2 separate regions of the Drosophila melanogaster genome follow, and region 1 is linked to region 2. The links are chromatin contacts, called in public Hi-C maps. All regions are on one chromosome and are shown on one strand. The core of a region is the stretch at or near the end of the contact, and the rest is flanking DNA. Distances in the headings are between cores, read along the strand shown. Region 1 holds the start of Tango2 (Transport and Golgi organization 2). Region 2 holds the start of feo (fascetto).

What was found. Hi-C and Micro-C count contacts between places; a contact is called where the count stands out from the background.
Region 1: a Hi-C map of the Kc167 cell line shows a contact between it and region 2, with 6 times the contacts expected there. The contact joins the promoter of Tango2 here to the promoter of feo in region 2. A contact is called at or near these places in 16 of 107 Hi-C or Micro-C datasets (the Kc167 cell line, the S2 cell line, embryo and 5 more).

Annotation. Positions count from the first base shown.
Region 1 is chrX:13,615,680-13,618,379 of dm6, reverse strand. Tango2 (Transport and Golgi organization 2) reads right to left here and starts at 1,391. Exons shown (of 4, transcript NM_132677.4): 1 at 805-1,391; 2 at 444-566; 3 at 1-107. The coding sequence starts at 946. It overlaps tth (toothrin), which reads left to right and starts at 1,794. Exons shown (of 2, transcript NM_001298287.1): 1 at 1,794-2,700. The coding sequence starts at 2,400.
Region 2 is chrX:10,853,579-10,856,278 of dm6, reverse strand. feo (fascetto) reads left to right here and starts at 1,410. Exons shown (of 1, transcript NM_132430.3): 1 at 1,410-2,700. The coding sequence starts at 1,675. It overlaps sofe (sister of feo), which reads left to right. Exons shown (of 1, transcript NM_001298163.1): 1 at 1-1,279. The coding sequence ends at 831.

The sequences.
Region 1 (2,700 bases), core at 142-2,641, 2.8 Mb before region 2:
GAAGGCAGAATACTTGGTGCAATCTTTGAGCAGCCTTTCGTTGTAGTTCAGGATGCTGTGCTCCTCGTCCGCCCGGGTAACATAGTCCGCCACAATCATGCCGCGCCCTAGTAAGAAATGTTCGTTATTCGATTGCCCCCTACTCGGATTCGTATTCGGGTTCTGAATTGGATTCGGATTCGGATGACGGTAGCTGTTGGAGGTGGTGGTCTTGGGGCAAAGGTTAATGCCGGTGCTGTTGCTGTTGTGATTATGCGGTTGCAAAATGTTTTTGTGCGCTTCAAACAGAAAACAGAAACGAAGAAAGTTTGTTTTTGCTTTGCTTTTTCTTTGGTCGCGGTTGTGAAAGTTTTAGTTCGGGCCAAGTGTTAGGTGTATGGATGAGTGTGTGTGCGTGTGTGTGCGCGTCAATTTGGATTAGTAAGTAGCTCAAATGGGTTTACCAACTGCATCGCGTGGCTTGGGCTCGCCGGTCAGATTGAGCAGGGCGCCCACCTTAAAGAAGCCAGCGGAGTGGCCGATCGCCAGCCAGGTGCCGCCCTCGCGTCCCGGCTCCAGATCGATCCCTGAAATGGGGGAATACATAAATATTTACTCAAGTTGATCCCGCACTCATGGGTAAGATGGCTTGAAATCCAATTAGGTTGCTGGGAAACAGATCTTGTGAGAGGTGTTCATTCTAACAAACTGCTATCAAATCATCTTAGTGACTAAACTATAGGTAACATCTTGATGAATACAAGCTCTCAAGGATTATACTCCATCTAAGCATAGGCATTCAAGGGCATAAGCCCCACCACTTACCTCCGTAAACATGATCGGCATTCGCCCACTTGGCTGCCGATAGGGTGGCGCGGGCAAAGAACTCGTCCCGATTGGAGGCCAGGATGAGCTTGTAGCCACCCGGTTGCGGATTCGAGTCCGCACAAAAGAATATCACGCACATCGTCGGAATCCTATACTTATTTGGCTATTGTTGCGATTTGTAGTGCCTTGAGGTTGTGGGACAACTGCGAATGGGATCCGGAAAAGTGGGCTTTAATCTCGGTGGGGCGTCGGTATCAAAATGGCAGGTTGTTCGGCTCAGTCTTCTCTTTGTTACTTTGTGGCAGTGGAACTATAGCGCCGGTTTTATCACCAAATAGCCGTACGTACGTACAGCTGATATACAGTCTTATCCGTTGTTTGCGAGACCAGCTAATCTAAGTGGTAAATGTAAATGGTTTGGATTGGTGGGTGTTCTCTGTGAGCCGTGCCTCTATGTGATATATACATATCTACGGGGCAAAAAGCATTCCCGTTAACGCAAACAAAGCAGTATTTTCTGAAATTTCAATGACCGGGTTGCCTTGTTTTGATTTCTCTTTTAATTTTGTTTTTGTTTTGTTTTGGCGTTGCCAGCTGACAGGAGAATCGATAAGAAAATCGTTAACACTCTGCTGCCCTGTGCAATATTCTTTTAGCTATTTTATTAATTGCTAATTATTTATTTGTGCAGTCTATGACTTATCTTAATTTGTACTTTTAAATTTGAAGATTTTAGTTCCTCATCGTGCGCTGAAACAATGATTGACCAATATGATTGTGTAATTTATTTCCAAAGCCATATATAACGTATATATAAACATATTAGTTTTTTTTGTCGCCTGTGCCGATCCAGATAACAAACTACTATTTTGAAATTGGCGTAACAGGTAGGTAGGCATTATCGCCAGTTGCCCATCTCTATTGTATGACCGTGGGCCCGGCAATCGATTGGCTTACAACTTATCGATGTTTGAAAACTAACCAAAAACCCTGTAACATAGGCTTGTAATTAAAACTAGAAAATACCATTACATAGCTATGCACTGCAATGCATAAATTAACTAACAGACCTATACAGGCCCTTAAATTGGTAAGAAAACTGATCGCTAAAATTAAAGCGAAAGAGTGGATTTTTTAGGACAAAAATACCGGTCGGTCGAGAACATTTGGGGGGAAAATCATGTCGCCATCTGGTAACACTGGCATTCAGCAGAGCAGTGAAAACGACGTTAATATTTCTGATCAATTAAACAATTGGAAAATCCGGCCGCAGATCGCGATCTAAACGTATCGCCCTCGCCACGCCCACTGCCGCCCACGCCCCCTGGCGCGGGGTCACATCGATAGAGAGCTTTGCGTGTGTGTGTGTGTGCGTGCGTGTATGTGTCGGTCGAGAGGAGAGGTGGAAGACGAAGAAGAATAAAAAAAACAGGCAGCGAAAAGCGATAAGAAACGGAACACAACACACTGGAAAAAAATTGCGATAAGAAACGGGGCGGAGCGGAGCGGAAATTGCCAAGACTCTGGGATGGATTAGCGGCACAGCCGGACTCTGAGGTTAGCCAACAGTGGGATTAGGACCAGGAACAGCCATGTCCTCCGCCGTTAACATCCAGATCGTCTCTATGCCGAATCTGGCCAAGATCGAGAGCTTCCTGAAGGATGTCAGCTACCGGGAGACGATCGAGTACAGTGCCAACTTCAACACGCGCCTGTGCAGCGAACGGCGCCACCGGCTGCCCTTCCTCGATCCGCAGACAGGCGTCGCCCAGAACCACTCGCAGCTCTTCCTGGACAAGCGACAGCGGATGCCCGGCTTCCGGCAGGGCCAGATCTACACGTATCCGGCGGCCCGCTGGCGGAAGAGCCGTCGTCAGTACTTGAGCAAGATGT
Region 2 (2,700 bases), core at 161-2,660:
TTCGAGAAGGAGCTGGACAACCTTAAGGAGTTCTACAACAGCAACAGGAAGATATTTGAGCTATACGCGAATCGAGGCGAGCTATGGACGCGCATGGAGGCCCTGGAGGCCAAGGCCAACGATCCAAATCGGTTCAACAATCGCGGTGGACAGCTGCTCAAGGAGGAGAAGGAGCGCAAGACTATCATGTCCCGTCTGCCCAAGATCGATCAACAAATCACCGAACTGGTGCAGGTCTACATGAGTGAAACGCACACGCCGTTCCTGGTGCACGGCGTGGATATACTGGAGCGCATGTCGGCGGACTGGGAGCGGCATCGACAGTCCAAAAAGCAGCCCTCCGCCCAGAAGAAGGATGGCAGCAATACGAGCGGCCAAATGAAGCCGCCAATGGTGCCTCTTACGCCCAATACGCAGAAGAGCAACCGGGGCATCCATGGATCCACATCCTCGTTGAAGAAGACGCCGACCAAGGCAAATGCCAGCACCACGGCAATGAGCACAGGGAATCTGCACAAGAGACGGCATCCACAGCATCACAACACCAATAGTCCACAGCCGGCAGCAGCGGCCAAGCGAAATCTAATCGCATCGCTGGAGTGCAACAATGCAAGTCGCAAGGTCTGTGTGAATGGGCAGAAGCTGCTCAAGTCGCCGCAGAGGAAGGTGCGCGTGCTGGAATACTCGGTGCGTCGGGGCAAGGGATCCGGCAGGCCGAGCACAGGGAGCAGGAATCCCCAGAAAATTCGTCCCATACCAAAAATCCATGTGCGTCCGCCGTCCGGCGAGGAGAACGAGAGTCCCGACGAGGAGGCGGTCGTGGCCATATAATGGAGCTAGACTCTAATCACATCCAATGGCAATCATTTCGGCAACTGATCTGTGTTCTATATCTATTACCTGTACTGAAGTATTTGGCTCGCAATTGCAGACTCATCGTATTTATATGTATACACATATGTATAGTGTTAGGGCTTTTCCTAGCGCAAAGACTATCTAAATTTACAACTTTAAAATTCTTTTAACTATTTTGCACTACCTGTGACGGCAAGAAGTAAATGAACAATTGTCCACATTTTAAATTTTTAGTCAGATAAAAACGCTTGTTTACATTATAAATTACTTGATTTCAATTTTACCAAAATATACATGTGTGGGAAGGGTTTTCTAAAGTCTGTGGGATGTTTACTAAGCGCATATAAGAGAATATAATACGTTTTTAAGGAGCAAAATAATTAAAATAGATATTTTAATTTGCTAATAAACCAAATAACGAATTTTAAATATTCAAAAAAGTGGCGTATGCTCCAGCCCTGGTTTTACCAGAAGTTACCGCCGCGTGGCAATGCTGTCCCACAACGCGGTGGCAACACTCTTGGCCGCCATTTCAATTTGAATTTACCGAAATTTCTGTCTAGCGTCATCGATTCATTCAGTTCGAAATTTCGTGCAGTGATGCACTCTAAATAAACCACTAAATAAATCCGCACATTCCCGAGCAATCCTGCCCAGCGTTGTGGGTCTGCGACACAACTGTCAAGTTAACTCAGATATGCTGGTTAAATAGTCCCCAAGTGAACACAACGAAAAAACAAAGCCAGTGAGCATTTACGCAAGAAAAGAAATTTTGAACAAAAAAAAAAAAACACAAATTTCACAACGAAAACGGAGAAAATGAACTCGCCGAGCGCCATTGCGGTGAAGGCCCAGATCCTGGAGATGACGGGCGAGCACGTGGATCAGTTGCACGCGATGTGGTCGCAGTTGTTCGAGGTCAAGACCTGCGGTGAGTTCCTCCTCCGGTTGAAGGACCATGCGAACAGCTTCTTCACGGATTTGCTCAATGAGTCGCGCGAAAAGCAGCAGGCGATCCTCAACGATATAGCCGCCTTGCGGGCAGAGGCCACCGACTTGACGCGCCTACTCCACGAGCCGCTGGACATTGGCGAGCGGCCGGAGTCCATGCCGCTGGTCGTCTGGGAGCTGAAGCTGGACAAAAGCATCGAGCACTTACGCGATCAGCTGGCCAGGCGGCGAGCGGAGATCTGTGAGCTTCTGCTGCAGCAGGAGCAGCTGTGCGAGGAACTGGGAGAGCTGCCTCTGCCACTGTTGGCGGATCCACTGCCGCTGCCCGAGGAGATGGACGCCTTTCGGAATCGCCTGGGCCAGCTACGCGATCAGCGAGTGCTGCGCCTCAAAGAGATGGACCAGCTGCGCCAGGCCATTAAGCACGACATGAAGCTGCTTGAGTGCCTGCCCCAGACGGACACCGAGGAGCGTCTGCTCAACCAGGTGGATCACTGCCTAACGCCGGAGACCTTCGAGCTCCTGCGCAACATGCAAAAGAACTTCGCCGACCAGGTGAAGGAGCTGAGGGAGCGCATCGACGATATGCGCGAAAAGATCCATGTGCTGTGGGACAGACTCCAGGAGACAGACGAGTATGCCATGCGTCGCGTGCGCGAGGCTACGACCTACACTCAACGCACCTACGATGTCCTGCGGGAGGAACTGCAGCGCTGCCAGGCCCTGCGACGCCAGAATCTGAAAACCTTCATCGAGCAGCTACGCATCGAGATCAAGGAGATGTGGGATCTCACACTTAAGAGCCAGCAGGAGCGCAAGCGCTTCTCGAACTACTACAACGACTGGTACAACGAAGATCTGCTGGAGCTCCACGAACTTGAGCTGGACGACCTC